2 separate regions of the Xenopus laevis genome follow, and region 1 is linked to region 2. A link is a contact called in public Hi-C data. All regions are on one chromosome and are shown on one strand. Each heading gives the region's core, a stretch centred on a gene start, on an enhancer-like site or on the middle of the called end of the contact. The rest is flanking DNA. Distances are from core to core; before and after follow the strand shown. Region 1 has its middle 23 kb from the start of tnrc6a.L. Region 2 overlaps tnrc6a.L (trinucleotide repeat-containing gene 6A protein).

Region 1 (2,917 bases), core at 371-2,870, 82 kb before region 2:
GTGCAAGCGTGGTTTCCTGCATCTAACCCTGAAAACTGTATTGTATAAGATGTAAAGATGTTAATCCAATGTAGAAAACAGTGTTTAATAAACAACTTGTATGAGGAAAAAAATAAATAAATAAATTAAGCCCTGGAAGGTACACAGTGGCCCCAACAGCTTTCAGCATTTAGCAGAGTTTCCAGATTGCCAGTTTGATCCTTCTCTTTTAGGTGCTTTGAGGTCTGTTTATTTGGAGGAGGGAAATGGTAGGGGACCCTTCCTCTTCCTTCCAAAATTGGCAGTTTGATCCTTCTCTTTTAGGTGCTTTGAGGTCTGTTTATTAGAAGGAGGGGAGAGGTAGGGACCCTGGGGCCCATGTACAGGGTCAAACTGGACCAAACTGGGACACTGGGTAAAAACCCGGTGGGCCCCGGCCCTTATGGGCTCAGCCGCCCAGACCCGCACCTGTTTACAGCCCACACTGCCCCCTGATCTAATCCTCCCCCCCTTTCTCCGCTGCAACTACGTGTATGTGCGGGGGGCCCAGAGGGGGGTTTGCAATTGAGGCGGGGAGCCTTTAGGGGGGTTGTGGAAGAGGCAGGGGCAGATCTGTACTGAGAATCAAAATAATCCATTTTAGGTACACAGAGGCCCAAACAGCCCAATAAATAGTGAGTGTCTATAGCATGTTACAGAAGTCCTGGCATTTGCCAGAACCCACAGATTGCCTGGGCAAAGGGGCCCGGAATGGGATGGGGCTGCTGTGGTAGACGCACCACTGGGCCTCCGAATCTCCAGTCCAACGCTGCCCATGTATTAGGAAGAGGAGAGAAGTAGGGACCCTGGGGCCCATGTATTATAGGAGGGGAGAGGTGGGAGGTTTAAAGAAGGTTGGGTCTCTGTTTCCCCTGTATTAGGAGCAGGTAGAATTGCCACCTAGTCGGTACATTAGCAGCCTGGCTTATAAATATACAGCTTGATGTGAATATTAATAGTGCAGAGAAGAAACCATATAACTAGGCCGGCACTTTTTCCCAGAGAATGTGGCAACCCTAGGAGCAAGTAAGAGGCAGTTGCTCTGATGTCTGTGTATTAGGAGAAGTGGAGAGGTAGGTTGTTAAACCTGTTCATCCAAATCATAATATATTTTCCTTGGCTCTGTGACATAAACCTGAAAATGAAAGAACTGAGAGATGGATGGGATAGCAGCATCACTAAATCGACACCCCTCCTCATCTGTAAAATCTGGGCAAATTTGTCCTAGAAAATTCAGAGTTTTTACCCAAAACCAGCAATAGATGGCGCTCTCCTGCTGATTTACAATAGACTGTAGTTCTGCAGGTGACATTTAGTCTCGGGGAGGTGGCAGGGCTTCTGTACATGAAAGAAAATAATAAACCTTCCCGACTCAGACATTACAGAAGTGCTATTAATATATTTCTAACAAGAGGCACCCACAGCCCTTCACACTCTTCATACTCTTCATACTCTTCCTCCCGTCTCCCTGCACAAGCCTGGGCTTCTCCCCTGCATTAAGGGACCCTGGTGCATTACCAGGGCAAGTAGGGACAATGTGCCACTCCCCTCCCCCCTCCTCCCCAACCAACCTATAATATCCGCACATATACAGGTTAATGATTAGGGTGTAGTTCAGCTGCAGTGCCAGGGAAGTGTGCAGTGCATCCTGGGATACGGGTGTAAGTATGTAGTGCTCCAGGCAATCAATGAATGCAGTCTTCTGAATGAAAGATAAATATATCCTGTGAATGACTATGAACATTATTGTTTCCCTGGAATCTTCATTGTTGTGGCTGAGGATGAAAAAAGACAAGGGAATCCTACTGAACCTGCACCTGTACTCACACCATTGGGTGCAACGCGTTTCAAGCATTGTCCCCCCCAACCCCAATTGCTGTCATTGCCCTTAAAGTAATATGTACACATTCCCATTGATATTTTAGTTGCTAGAAAAGAAGAGAAATCATATTCAGTGGGTAACTATAGAGGAGGCTCCTGCAGTCGTGGGATAGGGGGTCCTGGATCATGGGGTCAGTTACCTTTATAACTCTGCTAGAGAGCTGGAAAATGTGTGCACATGCAAGTGGATTTCTGAGCATGTCGGGCCCCTCCGAATATTATTTGGCAGGGAGGACTGGTGCCCTATAGTTATGTGCCTGACCATATTCTTTGGTTACCCAAGTGGCCTCCAGCCCATTGACACCTGCAGTTCCAATAGAGATCTATGGGATCAGCGCTGCTTCCTTCCAGCCAGTATTTTACTGACCTAACCTGTAAAATGTAATTGTTGGCATATTGTTATAATCTCTAAATTGAGCCCCTGACCTGCCCCCAATCCGATCCAATCTTACCTTTTTTCTTCCCCGATTTGCTCAATAACTCTCCCTGCCCTGGAGCACACAAGTTAAGGCCCCCCATACAAGGGCAGATATAAACTGCTGACAGATTAAGTCGGCAGTGTATGGGACCCTCCAATAGGCTTCCCCAAAAGTCGTCCAGATGTCGATTGGTCGGGCTTAAAACTCCCGTCGGATCAAGGAACGAATCGATTAGTTGATGCAGTCATCGATCCGACTGCCCGTTTTCTCCTCGCTATGATCCGATCTTTCTTGATCGGATCAGCCCGATGTTGCCTGGGCACACTCTTGTTACGATGCTGAATGTTTTAGAAATGGAGTAGCCCTAGCCCTACCATTTAGGGCAAAGACGCATGCTCAGATTCGGGGAGATTTAGATGCCCGTCGTCAAATCAACTCATCTTCGGGTGACTAATCGCCTAGAATGTAAATCGTCGATGGGATGGCACTCGGATCGCTTTGTTTTCCGAAGTTGCCAAAACTTTCCTCGTGAGGCAACTTCGGAAAACGAAGTGCACCAATTGCCATCCCGCCGGCAATTTACATTGTAGCCAGCAGGA
Region 2 (2,878 bases), core at 12-2,511:
TCATGGGCTTCTTTATCAGACTTCCTGTTTTCAGCTTAAACCTCCTTGCCCCGGGCGTGAGCATGCTCAGTTTGCTCCTCTTCCCCCCCCCCCCCCCCTCTGTAATCTGAGCCCAGAGCTATGAGTGAGCAGGGAGAGACTCAGGCAGGAACTGATGTCACACCAAACTAATACTGCAGCTGCTATCCTAAACAAACAGAGAGCTTCTAGAGCTTTTTACAGAATAAATATAGTGTTATAGCTTGCACTATTGCAGCTAATCTATTGGGAATAAACTGCCGTAGCTTTCCTTCTCCTTTAAGCTGCCAGTGAGCGGAGGATTTGCCTGCGTGTATATTATCTCGTCTAGTTGATCTAAACTTTTAAGGCCCATGTATGGGGGGGTGGGGGGTACTATTGCTGTTCTGTCATTGTCCCACTTGATTTTACACCTTAACATCCAAAGTGAAATTGCAATCTGCTCCAAATTAATTGGTGGGGGGAAATATTAAAGGAGAACTATTGTGAAAATAAAAATGTAATGAACACGTCATCATACTTAAATAACAAACTTTCTAAATACAATCAATTAAATATTTTGCATTGTTTCTTCAATAATCAAGATCTAACAAAATAACTGCCTTTTGCACAAATTCTGCATGTAGAGAGACATGATGTCTGGTGATTTCAATAGAGTGAGCTCTAATACATCTTCTAGGCAAAAGGAGCCCCCCTATAAGATATATTGGATCTAACTGTCAATGAATATCTGACACCCAACTCCTGCATGAAAAGAGAAATGTAGAGAACACAGGGATGTTGCCTATTAGACACACCTATAGGTTTTAACCTGGGTGTGTTGGCCCCCAACTATGACTGCATATTTTGGCATTTACTACTATTTGTAAAACTGATTGACCAAGGTATTAACTACACAAAATTTCATACAATTTGTTGGTTCGGGGATCGAATGAGTTTAGTGGATGTGATCAGTGGATGCACCTTTTCAGCCAGTGCATGGTGTATCGGCAGATTCTGTTCTAATGCTACGAGTTCTCTGCATGAATGTTGAGAATAGGAAGGGGGTCACACTGTGTGAGATCCATCATTTGGTCCACATATGAAGCGTTACATCGATAATCCATTTATGGATCCGTAAGGCGTTAGCTCATATGGGTGATGCCCATATAGTTAGTTCTAGTTAGCTGCTAGCTACACCTGTTGTGTGACTTCATCAGAATGAGAATTGGGCCTTTGCTACTGCATTGCTGCTGTGATAAGGTTCACATTAGTTGCCTGCAGCAGACAAAATAAAGCCAAGTCTGTTTTTTTTGTCTGCCCTGTGTTGCTATTAAGTGCAGGTTTTTTGTTTTTTTAATTTGGTTTTTCAATAGGGAGAGGAGGGAAGGGGTTGGGAATGTACAAACAAAACAAGCAAATAAACATACAATTTAGTCTGCATTAAATTCTGTGTGCATAATATTCACAACAAAACTGTTAGTGATACATGTCTATCTTATCTCATGCCAGGAGGGTTAGCTGGGTGTATGAAGGCAGGAGGTAAGGGGCTCATGTTCTGGGTGCACATCTAGCCATGGGGGCATCCTCTGGCTTCATATGTCGGTTTATGTTTATTAGCCCTTTATTTACCAAATACAGCCAGTGTTGCATTGTGGGGGGTTGGGGGACATCCAGTGCATTACTACGGATTTCTTGGCTTAATACAGAGCGGTTTTAATGAGAATTCTAGATCTAGTTAACGGAAGCAGGCCCTCCACTATTCCCAGCAGGCGTGTCAGTCCCAGGGAATGACCGCTGTTCTTGTAAGTGCTCAACCACTTTGGACTAAAAGCTGAAGACCAGGTTGGACTCCCAAACCATATAATAAAAGTTGGCATCAGGCTGTTGGCATTTGGGGCATCTGGCTTTGAGGGTTCTACCGAGCTTCTTTAGCTTAATCGGTGTCATATAGAGCTGGTGTGTGAATTTGAATTGAATAAGTCGGTCTTTAATCGGTATCAGGAAGCCGTACAGGCCCTCAATGGCCTCCTGAGCCTAATGAGTGGATCTCTTACCTGCCATTTTTGTTGAGCTTTAGCGAATGGGTCTGGAGAGCAGAGTAGTAATGACCTATAGAGCCTGGACACCAGTTTACCTTTTCTATTAAGTGCAGGTTTAACAATCAGTCGAATTAATACTTTTTTTTTTTTTGCCCCCCAACAGGTGTGTTTTAGGGAACACTACTATACTTGCTGAGTTTGCCAGTGAAGAGGAGATAAGTCGTTTCTTTGCACAAGGCCAGTCTCTGACTCCTTCCCCCGGCTGGCAGTCCCTTGGCTCTGGGCACAGCCGACTAGGATCCCTAGACAGTCCTCACAGCATCTCGAACCGTGGAGATATCAATCACTGGAACAGTCCGGGAGCTTCTGGCTCTAGCTCTGGAGACCTTCATGGCACTTCTCTCTGGGGCACCCCGAATTATTCAACAAGCTTATGGGGTAACCCGAGTAATGAGGGCAGGGGCTTGAGCAGTCCATCACCTGTCCCCGCTTTCCTTTCTGTTGACCAGTTAAACGGAGAGCCCATGTAGCCTTTCTTCTATGACCTCAACTGTCAATTTGCTAAAGCAGCCAGTTGGCTGGACTGTTCACCCTTATCAAATCTGCAGGCTCTGCAGACAGCTCTTCTGCACACTTTCCTTGCAGCCCAAAACATATCAGTTTGAAATACTTGAAATCATGCAGGCCAATATTATAATGTGAAAAAGGAGAAAAATTCTCTCTATATATCTATATATCTATATCTATATATCTATATCTATATATCTATATATAGATATATATATTTACACTTCCACATTAGCGCTATTCATATGATAACTGCGTACAGTGAGCTGTGT

Evidence for each region. Hi-C and Micro-C count contacts between places; a contact is called where the count stands out from the background.
Region 1: a Hi-C map of the XL177 cell line shows a contact between it and region 2, with 4 times the contacts expected there. The contact joins two enhancer-like sites. A contact is called at or near these places in 2 of 4 Hi-C or Micro-C datasets (the XL177 cell line and the XTC cell line).

The regions. Positions count from the first base shown.
Region 1 is chr9_10L:117,331,609-117,334,525 of Xenopus_laevis_v10.1, reverse strand. No RefSeq gene overlaps it. Among protein-coding and RNA genes, the nearest start is that of tnrc6a.L, 23 kb to the right of the region's middle. Within about 2 kb of position 1,620, at least 1 of the 7 cell types and tissues checked has an H3K27ac peak or open chromatin away from gene starts, as enhancers often do.
Region 2 is chr9_10L:117,249,199-117,252,076 of Xenopus_laevis_v10.1, reverse strand. tnrc6a.L (trinucleotide repeat-containing gene 6A protein) reads left to right here. Exons shown (of 22, transcript XM_018236555.2): 22 at 2,203-2,878. The coding sequence ends at 2,569. Among protein-coding and RNA genes, the nearest start is that of LOC108701642, 39 kb to the right of the region's middle. Within about 2 kb of position 1,261, at least 1 of the 7 cell types and tissues checked has an H3K27ac peak or open chromatin away from gene starts, as enhancers often do.